Linked DNA regions of Mus musculus: region 2 is linked to region 1. A link is a contact called in public HiChIP or PLAC-seq data. All regions are on one chromosome and are shown on one strand. Each heading gives the region's core, a stretch centred on a gene start, on an enhancer-like site or on the middle of the called end of the contact. The rest is flanking DNA. Distances are from core to core; before and after follow the strand shown.

Region 1 (5,756 bases), core at 850-3,349:
CTAACCATATAAAATATCCAGGAGTTTCTCTTCTCTTACACAAGACACCTGAGCCTTAGCTCCACTCCCAGTTTAATGCTGATCCACTTCCTCTATTTCCCCTCTCTCTCCTAAGTTTGTCTTTCTTTCACCAGGCTATCCGTGCAAGTGGCTGTGTGTTTGTGAATACAGCCAGAAAAATTCCCATAGTCTAAAGGCCTTCCTTCAGCGAAGTTCTGTGCGCGTTCATTGATTGCACATTTTATGCAAATATATTTCTCCTGTGCCTCTCTGCCCAGGGTTTCTGTGCCTGGAAATCTAACTGCCTCTCCAAGTCAGAGCCAATCCCCTTGGGCAAGGTGAAGCTTGACTGACAGCACAGAGAGGGCGGAACTCAATGAGGGGCGTGGCTTTCTGCAAGCTGGCTAGCCTTGGTCTCCTCCTACCCCCGGGGACACGGGGACACGCTGTCTCAGGAAGGAGAAGCTTTTGTCTTGCTGGGCTAATAGTACTTCCTCCCACCCCCACCTCCTGCCTCGAAAAACCTGCACTTGAAAGGTTCAACTACCTTTATTATCTTCCCACTCCTCAACCCCCAAGCCCCAACCCCCTCCCCCTCCCTCCTTTTCGAACCTTTTGCTTTTATCGGTACAGGGTAGCCACGCCTCCCTTAGTTTCTATTGGATAAAGTAGCGAAGAGAGGTGTGTGTATGTGTTTGTTTTAAAGAGTCCCAAGCTGCTTGGTCCCAGATGGATGCGCTGTTTAGGCCTGTCTGGGGTGAACCAGTGATTTGAAGTTGCCTCCTGCGCTAACTTCATCTTCCTTCTGCTACCCTCTCCTTTTACTTTACAAGGTACCGAGTGACAGGGAGCCAGCTACCAATGTGGGCACTCAGGGAGAAGGTGCTTTTTTACTATTTCTAACTCTAGCTGTCCCCTAGTCCCGCCCACAAACCACGGCTAGGCCGTGAGGTGTTAGAACAGGCGACTTCTACAGTTTCAAGATCAGGAGGGGGGAAAGATTTTCAGCAGACGTTTTCTTCGTTAGGGGACCAAAGTGTGCCTGGACCAACCCAGGAGAGAGAACTCCCCAGGGTCCCCAGGTAGCACATTCCGAACAGTGACTACATCTGCGAGGGAGGCTGGCTGCGAGCCACAGACACACAGCAATTCAACAGGCTGATGGGACAAGATGCCACAGGCCTTAACCAGCAGGCAGGAATCCTCTTAGCTGTCACTCAAGTGCCAGCTGAGTCGTGCCATTAGCCTGCTGGAAAAGCTGAAGCAAGGGTGACTTGTCCAGGGTCACACACCAAGCTTGGGACCAAAATAGCCCTGAGTCCTCTTCCCTATCTCTCCCTGCAGACAACATGGCCTTAGTAAGGCGCTATCATTCTAACCTGAATCATTTAAAGTACTCCTAATTGCAGGCCTACTGTGGACTGTAACCACCACGTGACAGACAGGCCGAGGTAGGAATGCCTGAAGTTTTACCAATGCCTGAATCTATTATTAATATGCTGGGGACCGCGAAGGTGTTTGGGAAATGATGCTGAAAGGTATCAAAATTAGATTTTTTTAAGTAGACTTAGGTCATCTCTGGTTTGTTATAATATTGGGACAGAAAAACACTAGGAACTCAAAGGGATGTGATTCAGAAAGGCGTTAGTGGGGACAAGTCCCAGATATGGCTAAGTCTTCACAACCTTTTCCTTCCCCCCCCCCCCCTACAAAAATCCCTGTCTCCTTCCAGTGTTTAAACTTCCCTTTTAATTCTGATGTTGGCAGCTGTGTGGGCTCCTGTGAGCCTGGAGGGGAAACAATATCAGGCATACAAGATGGGCCTGGGAAACAATCAGGCATTCGCATTCAGATCTGTACACGGGGCTAGACACGTGCTATGCTCAGAAAGGAAAGTAAATTCCACTTGGCAAATTGCTCTAACTGATTCATTTGTCCTCTGAGAGACGCCACCTACCTGCTCCAAGGTAGTCAGGTAATTGACGGGGGCGGAGCCTCTGGGGATGTTTTAGTCCCTAAGGTCTCAGCCAGACTTCCGTGATGTCACAGATTTCCTGCTCTGAACCAACCAATACCCTTCTTCTTCCTCCAGCCACCTGTACACCGAAGTTGAGACCGGTCACAGCTCAGGCGGCCCTAGACGCTTCTGGCACAGGGATGGAGGCTGGCTGGTCACTGCTGCTTTGAAAGTCCCAAACATCTTTGAACAGGTGAGAAGAAACTACTTTTTCCTCTCTTTAGACCTCTGGCCCAAAAGGGATCTGAACAAGGAATCTGAATTTAAAAAAAGAAAAGAAAAGAAAGAAAAAGTAAAAGAAAGACCACTTACTGGCTCAGTCCAGAGTAACACTCTGAGAGTAGAGATGTCTGCGCCAGTCTTACTCCATGGCCAGCAACGTTATCTCGGCCAGATATTTAATCATTTTTGTTTCCTGATTATTAATCCGGCCTCTACTTGTTGGTGACGTTGATCTGATTCTTTTTAAAACCCCTGAGAGAAGTGAGGTGAGATGCTTTTTGAAAGTTAGTTCAAATGTGCAGACCAGTTCAGCCTGTTTTGTGTGTGTGTGTAGGGGGTGGTGTGGGGTGCTGGGGACATTCACAAAATTCAGATTGTCCTTTTTTTTTTTCTTGCTTGCATTCATGTCATCTGAAGCAATTTTGATCCAAAGCTGTAATACTTCCCTAGGTCTTGTTGTTTACAATAGAAAGTCAATACTAAAGGTAATAAATTCTGGCTCCCTATTTATAAGCTTTCTTCTCTCTCCCTCTCTCTCCTTCTCTCTCTCTCTCTCATAAAAATCCTTTAGTTTCCTTTATTTGTGGAAAATATTTAGCAGTCTGGATTAGAACTGTTTACCTTCAGGCCAGATAGGTTGCCTGCTGACCTTTGGCTAAAGTAAAGATTACCCTTCAAGGCCACAAGAATGTAACGCCAGGCCTGGCTTTTGAATTGTTGAAACTCTCTTGTTGTTTCTATCTTTTCTATATTAATAAATATATGGAAGAGGCTGCTCTGCTAGGACCCGACTCTAAAAGTAATTGTAAATCCTCAAGGACCCATATTTATTTTTCTAATCCTGACCACATAACCTGCTCTCAACGAGCCTGAGAGACCCACTCCACTAGCTAATATTATTAACAAGGGCAAAGAAACAAGTCCCCAATCTGTCTTCTTATCAACTTAGCTGGGAAGCTCCAGGAGAGAAATAAATGAATCCTGAGACATTCCATTTTATAGACTTTGATTAGTCCCTTTCCTGGGTCTTAAATTAGCAGCGGGGTTTATAAGGAAATCATCCACTAGGAAATAAGCCCAGAGACAGCCCTCTAAAAAGTAAAAGAACATGCCAAACATCCAACTGTACGAACGCACTGCCCTCGAACGGCTGCTTCTTGCTGGTAAGTGTCTGCTTTGTGCTTGTTACTGGTTTCTCTCTGACTCTTGGGAAGCTCGTAGTCTCTTTTCTAGCTGACCTTTGTGCCCAGTATTGTCCTCTAAGCTAGTGTGTTTGCAGAGTGACTGCCGTTGATGCCTTAATAACATTCTCAGTTGATTCAGAGGTTTGTGAGCAAGGTGAGAGAAGGACTCCCCATAGCCTGGATTTTGTACGCCATACATTTGTCTTTGATGTTCCAAACCTCTGCAAACTTTCACCCCTTCTCCTATACCTGGTTAATTAGTTATTTTTAAAACAATGGACCTATTATTAAATAACAAATTGTTTGATCATTGTCTCTAACTGCATAGGAAAATAATATTATGTTTTTATTGCCCCCAATTCAAGAAAAAGGAAAAAAAAAAAAAAACCATGACAGGGCAGAAATCAGAGTCCAGTCAGTGTCTAGTACAGGGGTGGGGTAGCTTGTTGGATAACTTGCAGGTGTTCTCCCTGAGAAGTTGCCATGACAACTCCACTAGTTCAGGTGTATACCAGTGCGATTAGGAGATTTTACATCCTTTAGCAAATTACTGAACTTCTCTGGACCTCCATTTCCTTCTCGGTAGGATAAGAGATATAAGTACTATGTAATGTGGTTCTCTGAGTAGAGGCAGTGCCTGGTACTGAGCCAGGGACAAATGAAAGCCAAGTCCCTCTCTACTGGAGGAATTTTTCTGGGAGCTTGGACGTGTGTGAGCCCATGTAGCTCTCCTGTGGCTGCACTGGTTCAGAACCCGGCTCTTATTACTGTAATTAATTGTCAGTAATTAACACCACTGTTAACAGTTTGGAGAACACACAACAGTCCGGAGGAAGGAGAATGAACAAGCTGTCATTCCCTGAGCCAGGCAGCGTGGTCTGCCAGCCCCCTTGGCGAAGCAGAGTCTGGAGTGGTCGCTCTTCCTTCTTGTCCCCAGCTCAAGGCTCTTTTGATGCATTCACAAAGTGTGAGTTCCTAACGGGCGTTCAGGAGAAAGTCTTGTTGTTGTCGTTGTTGAGTGCTCTGACTTTCAGGGAGCCCAGTTCGTTTTCATCATGCTACCACCCTGAGTAGCCTTGGGTACTTTGTCCCCTCTAATCTCATAGTCAAACATCTTCTACCTCAGACTCCATGAGCATTTGGCCAGGTCAGTATGAGAGGTGACAGATAATTGCAACCTGTACCACTCTGTGGAGGGAAGGCTCATAGAACCTTTGGATAAAATCCACACCTATGAATAGAATATGTTGTACCCATCAATGACCTTGAATCATTGCATCAGAGCAGTTGTGGTCCCAGACCCGCTGCGGGCTTCTTCTGGTCCCACCCTCTTCCCAAAGTGTAACACACATTTCTGCCATTCAAGAGCAAGGGCCCAGTGAACTGAGGACTGGATTCTAACCTTAAAAACACTACATCTTGCTGAAGGGGACTCAAAGGAAGGACCTCGGGCTCCTTGCCCATCACTTGCCTTGACACCTCCCACCCCACCCCTGCCCCTGCATTCCCCAATCTGAAACCCCTGCATCCTACAATAGAACACAGAGAAAAACTACCTAAATGCATGGGTCAGAGTAATGGAGATCAGGGGCAGGCAGTGCCTCTTGCTGGGGCAAGATGGTCTTTTAATTCCAGGTGAAGTGGGCCTGCCATCCTAGAATAGGGAACTAACTGATCTTTGGCATCAGACTGCCTGGGCTCAAAGCCCAGTTCTAGCATGTGATTTCTTTATGCCCCAGAGAAACTTTTTAACCTGTCTGGAACAGCCCTGGCACCATGTTAGGAAGTCCTCATGTGATGCTCTCATGGTCGTAGGGATCAGACAGATCTGTCACACAATTGCTAGACTGCATGAGGTACTTAATATCTTTGCCTCAGTCTGGCTGTCTTGGAAGCTGGGTACTTAGCTACCCAGGATTTCTGGGAAAACAGATGCAGAGTTTATGTGTGGGGTACCTTGCACATGCTAGGTGTTCGGTTCTAGGCGCTCGATTATTCTGGGATAGATATGTTATCTATCCCACAGTTAAATGACTTAGCCTAGACATAATGATGGAAACAGCCTCTGAATGAACACTGCACATTTCTGGAAAGATCCCCATAGGCTTAGAAGGAAAGCCAGCTAATGAAGATCATATTGTTAATCTTGGCCTTCTAGGGTGGAGTGGCTGCCAGTGTGGTGGCTGGTCTTTTAAAGACCAACAGGTGTAGCAATCTGGAGTATAAGACGAGCAATCCATGCATCTTCCTGCAGTGGGGACTCATGGCTGCACCTCTCAGTAATTCTTCTCCTGTTACTATGAGAGCTCTGCACCCCTAAGGGAGAGCCCAAA
Region 2 (5,756 bases), core at 1,389-3,888, 220 kb before region 1:
CACATCACACATCATACAACACACACTCACACACACATCACGCAAGTGCCACCATCTTCCATTCCATCTGCATCCACTGGCTCCCTCAGCTGTCTTCCGGCCTCTCGCAGCAGGTTAGCATCTTCACAGCTGTAAGTGGTCCCAGCATTTCCATTAGGAAAGAGTCTTCTGGCTGGGGTTGGGTAAGGAGAAGACAGTTCAGCAGGGAGGAGAGCCACAATTCTGAAATGTTAGCCGTGTTTTCCATCAAAAACAGTCTGTTTTTGGAAACAGCAGCTGAGTTGCATCGAGTTAGGGAGCACAGAAGAGCAAGGCACTCAGCAGGTCCTCTGACTGAGGACAGTCACCTCATGACGACAGCTGGGCGGGAGCTGCCCACTTTGAAATCCAAATATAGAGTGGCAGTGCTTATTAAATGTCTGCTATTGGATGACCGTGGAGTTTGGGCCTGTCAGGGATGCTGGGTTTTGGGTTTTTGGAAGCAGACATGAGGATCATTGGACAGTGAAGAGGTTTGGAGTCTAGGATGGGGTCTTCTGGGGGCATGGGACATTATAGGTCTGAGCAGCTCTTTTAACGTTTTTTTTAATAGATTGTACTTATTTGAAAGCTGCTAATAAAAACAGCACAACCAAAATCAACCACACCCAAAGACTTAGCAACCCATGATGATCATTTTGAGATTGGTTTAAAGTTTTCTCTTTTCCTGCATCTAACAACTTCTGAGCATGGAGTTCTCAGGAAACCCCAGAGGGATCATGGAGTTCTGCTTTGGAGCTAGAGATTTAGACAGCCATGATAAACTTCTTTAGCTAAGCCTGTAGTCTTAGGGTTGTGGCCTCCTGCGTTTTGGGGATGACTTTCATGAATGGCTGGCAGCCAGGATAACCACGGATACTGCAGGCTGGACCATTGCACTCTTGAGTATGCTTCATGTCATAGAAGAGAAAGAGAACTCCAAGCCAGGCACCTGGGATTCTCTACCCCAGCACCCCAGTCTCTGCTAGGCTACACATATGTCTACCTCACAGGGGACCAGAAGTCCTGGTCCATTAGGGCCACTCCAAGGCCCTTGCTTGGGATCCTGAGTCCCCTTGCCCTCAGTAGCTACTTGTTTTTTGCATGGATGACTACAGAAGTTGGTGGTCAGGGGCAGTAGTTCTAGAGCTGGGTGGGGCTCCTCTGCCACTGGTGCTGTGACTGGGCAGGACAGAGCATCCCTGGACTTCAGTTTCTATTGAGGTCACATAATGCTAAGTCTTACATGACATAATGAGAAACATCAACTCAATGCCTAGCACATGGTCAGGGCTCTATAATTGCTAACTATCACATAATAACACAGTAACACAAGTGAATATAATACTTGCTTGCATAGTAATACCTGATAGAGTCACATATATTATGATGCTGTGTATAAATATTATTCCATGTGCTTTGTTTATATGAATTTATTCCTTCCCACAACTCTCTGAAGTATAAACTGCCGTTTCCCAAGTAAACTGAGGCACGAGATCTTTGCCGATTTGTCCAAGGTCTCACGGCTGGCCAATAGCACAGCAATTCCAATCAAGCGACCAGGTCCAGAGTCTTCACTCGTACACACATGCAGGAATGGAGTTTTGGAGGGCCAAGAGATGACATGGATGGAGTGAAAGCTCTCTGACAATCTGGGGGTCCAGGCCAGGTACCCTAATTGAGCCTACAACACGAAGAACAGCTCACTCTGCCAGGAACAGTTTTGCCCTTGTGAGTCCAACCTGTGGCTGAGTGAGGGAAGCCACACCCCTGATGGTGTTTCTCAAGCCTGAACAATCCAGGGTCCAGACAAGATGCAGATGCTGATGCAGTGAGCCTGGCTGAGGGCCTGAACATTTTTTAAAACATATTTCTATTATTTTTTTATTTTGATGTTCATTCGTCATAAGAGATACTCTTTTAAAATAAAATGCAGATTTTTTTCTTAATGTATTGATTAGGTTGTCCGACCATCATGGCCGTCTCTCGTGGATCTCACTCATCCCTGAAGGATAGAGCCGAAGTGCCCTCAAAAGTTGTTCTATTTCTTCTATGTTTTTCTTCTACATAAATGCATATGAAAAGGTTTCATTCACAAACTAGGTGTATTAATGCATCAGCAAGGATAAACCAGAAAATTATAACAGTATGCTTTAATAGGGGCTGGGGAGTTGTGGTTAATTTAACTCTGTGGTTAAGAGCTCTTACTGAGCTTGCAAAGGACCCAGGCTCAGCTTCTAGAACCCACTTGGTAGCTTACAACTGCCTGCATCTCCAGCTCCAGCAGCCTCTGGTGCCCTCTCTGCTCTCTCTGGGTACTAGCATGTGTGTAGTACACGTACACACAGGCTGGGAAAACGCTAGTATACATTGTAAGAAAGTAAATCACAAATAGTATACTGAATCTGTGTGGATGTGGTGTCTCTCACTCTCTCAAAATGATGCACCATCAATGTGACAAAGCAAGACGCACAGCACCTACACTGTGACACGTTGTCAGGTGGCCACAGGAGGGTCACTTGAGCACAAGCCCTGTGACGATGCCTCAGTAGTCAGTCTGAAAACCAAGACTGACCCGAAGCAACCAGTGGGTGGGTAGGTGGTGTGGTCACACGGGCTTGCTGGAGAAAGATGACTCACGGCCCGTGGCGGGCACAGGGTAAGCCTGTTGCATTGCTTCACACAGCTCAGAATGCACTTAGAAACTTAGCAGTTATCTGATTCTGTAACTTTTCGCTTGACTTTACACCACTATTGACCCTGGGTAATTGGAACTGCATAAAGTGGGGTCACTTTAACTCCAGAATGTCTTCGTCACTGCCACAAGACGTCTCATGCGTACTGGCTGTCCTTGCCATTTGCCTTTCTTTTAGCCATGAAAGCCAACTTGTGTGTCTATGGATTTGCACAAATGCTATCAAATACCCAGTGTGGTACTGTACACTTGATGGGGAGAGTGGTCTAAGGCAGCAGGATCCTGAGGTGGAGGCCGTTCTGGGTCACATAGTGAGTGTCAGGACAGCATGGACTACCTAAGGAAATCCTATCTTAAAACCATCCAACCAAACCAGATGAAGCACAAAAGCCAAGCAGAATGGCTCAGGAAACGTCTTCTGGGTGCCTTGGGCTGTCTTACTAACTGTGGTGCTTTCAAGGTCAGCCACACTGTAGTGCCAACCAATCAACGCTGGATCCTTTCGGTTGCATTGGGTTACATTAAATGTTTATTTATATAGTTTAAAGTTATTTGTGTGTGTGTATGAGCACATGCGTGTGAGAGTTCAGTGCCCCCTGAAAGAGAGTGTTGGATATCCCGGAGCTGGAGTGACCGTGGTTTGGGACCATGAATTTATACGATAACTCTGCTCTCTCTTCCTCTCCCTCCCTCCCTCCCTCCCTGCCTCCCTCCCCCCATTCCTTCAGATGGGTCTCACTGTACTTGCTAGATTGGGCTCAAGTGTTCCTCCTACTATATATGCTCTCAGGTAGCTGGGACTGCAGGTCCTACTAGCAGAACCATCGTTCTTGGTTTAAAACAAAACAAAACAGCCACCCCCTCCTTTGTATTATTGGAGATGGTACCTAGGGCAGGTGTCATGTGTGTGGAGCAACTGCTCTGTCACTGAGCTACAGTCCCAGCCCCATCTTTTAATTTTACAAAGTGTTCCTTAGACTGTGTTAATGGTTCAAAGAACATGCTTCACTGTGACATTTTCATCCCTGCAGATGATGGCTGCCGACCACACATGTTTCTGTTTTGAGAAGTTCCCAAACCGGTTTATAACCTGCCTGCCCAAGATTACATGAACATGTGTGAGCATGTGAGTGTGTTTGTGTGTGTGTGTGTGTGTGTGTGTGAGTGTGTGTGTATGTGTGGGTGTGTGTGCGAGCGCGCCTGTTTGTTGCTGGGAATTGAACACAGAGCTTGTGTGTGCTAGGCAGGTACTGTTCCCCGAGCCTCATCCTCAGCTCTTCACTTTAGGAGTTCCCTTTGAAGCACACACAGACTTGCATTCTCTCTGACGTCTCGTCTGTCTCCCTCTGATGCTTATGCGTGTGCAGCTCTGCACTAGAAATCTCTCCCTTATCTAAAGTCACAGAGATTCTTCATTTCTGAAGGTCCCAGGTGCTGCTGGTTCGAGAACCAGCTTGCACAGCAGCAAGGAGCTTGAGCTGAGACTCCCTTCTCAGTGCCTGCTGGAGAAGGAACTTCCTGGAGGGGCTGAGAGTTCAACTCTCACCCAGAGCACAAGCCAGCTCCAGCTGGAGTTGTCCTTGGCTTGTCAGGCTCTGCTGCAGGGAGCCACCTGTGCTGCTGGGTTGCTTTCCTGTTGGACTTTTATTATTTTCTATTTTAATGGAAGTTCTGAATTAAGAGTGCTCCAGTCAGTTCAAATTGAGGTAATACAAGTGTTCAAAACAATGGGTGTTGGCTATGTAAACTGGAACTTGAGGGAGGAGGTCCAGTGGTGACAAGGCGGCAGGGCACGCACCGGGAGAGGATTTGAGACAGAAGTGGCAGGCATACACAGAGAGGCTGTGGTGCTGCATACCTGTGGTCTCAGCACTTGGAAGGCAGAGGCAGGAGAGTGAGACCCTGCACCTAAAAATCAACTAACCAAACCCCCAGACAAAATGCAAGCAGATCACAGGTCATTTGAATGGTGAGAATCTGTGATTCTCCCAGTCGAACCTTCAGTCCAGAGTACAGTGTGCTCTTAAATCCTAAGTCTAGTAATGGGACTGGTAGCTTGGCCTCCTCTGTTTATTTTTTATTTTATTTTATTTTATTTTATTTTATTTTACTTTTCATACAAGTTGTTTTGATCCAGAGCTCCAAAATCAACACTGGATTGCTGTTGTCACTATCCTTAGATGATGTCCCTCCTCTGACCCCTTTCACAGGAGTGTGGAAGTCCCCCTTCCCACTTTCTGACCGGACTCCAGAGATATGTCCCCAAGCAACCCTTTCTTGGCTAGGGTTCTGCCAGCCAGCCACGAAAACACTGTGGACTGTCTAGAATTGAAGTTGGGTGTTATTGCCAGACTTTCCTGGGGTGGGGGAGCCTTCTTTAATGCTTCAGGAAAGAGGCACTAGCCTTCCAGGGCAGGCTAGTTCCCCAACCCCCCAGCATGGCCCCTGTCACTCTGCCACTAGTCCCACCTCTCAATGGTCCCAAGTTGCTTCTCCCTGGCATGCTCACAGTCTTTCTCAGTGTGGTCAGGACACCAGGAAGGGACTTGTGGGCTTGTCAGTTCCTTCTACACTGTTCGCTGGGTCCCTAGCGTGTGTTGGGCTCTATGCTTGTTTCCAGAAAGAAAAAATATTTCAAAACCAAAGGTGGAATGTGCATTTTTGGAGGGTTATAAAAACCAAAGGAAGGCAGCAGCAGCTTGCTTTCATAGGGTTAGAGGGTGCGAGGCAGGCTGCTGGGGAGAGAGGACATCAGTGGTCTCATCTGTGCTGCATCCTGTGTGCTACAATCCTGACCTGCGCCAGCAGTACTAATGCAATGATGTAATAGTGGCAAGGCTGCCGTGGGGGAGCAGCCTGTCGTTCTCCTGAGACCCGTTCCACAGGAAGGAATTCATATTTGGAGCTGCAAACATGCTCAAAACTCATGGCTCGCCCACTGATGTTTTGCTGAATATTGCTAAATTACTTTCTTTTAAAAAATAAGTTGTTTTTTTTTTTTTTACTTTTTTCCAGTCCCACTCACTCCAGCCATATTTTTTAT

The links. HiChIP or PLAC-seq counts read pairs in DNA pulled down with a chosen protein or histone mark.
Region 2: a CTCF HiChIP or PLAC-seq map of the NIH/3T3 cell line shows a contact between it and region 1, with 9 read pairs. The contact joins the enhancer-like site here to the promoter of Lnx1 in region 1. A contact is called at or near these places in 1 of 39 promoter capture datasets (embryonic stem cells), 1 of 15 datasets of contacts at CTCF or cohesin (the NIH/3T3 cell line), 1 of 484 Hi-C or Micro-C datasets (nephron progenitors), 3 of 115 datasets of contacts at active chromatin or transcription factors (bone marrow-derived macrophages, craniofacial prominence and pancreatic cancer cells) and 1 of 9 other capture datasets (liver).

Annotation. Positions count from the first base shown.
Region 1 is chr5:74,699,246-74,705,001 of GRCm38.p6, reverse strand. It overlaps Lnx1 (ligand of numb-protein X 1), which reads left to right and starts at 2,099. Exons shown (of 11, transcript NM_001159577.1): 1 at 2,099-2,210. It overlaps Gm15984 (a long non-coding RNA gene), which reads right to left and starts at 2,530. Exons shown (of 4, transcript XR_001784879.2): 1 at 2,330-2,530.
Region 2 is chr5:74,922,858-74,928,613 of GRCm38.p6, reverse strand. No RefSeq gene overlaps it. Among named protein-coding and RNA genes, the nearest start is that of Gm52779, 19 kb to the left of the region's middle. Within about 2 kb of position 2,638, at least 26 of the 459 cell types and tissues checked have an H3K27ac peak or open chromatin away from gene starts, as enhancers often do. A contact at or near this core is called in the NIH/3T3 cell line and pancreatic cancer cells, where this site is marked.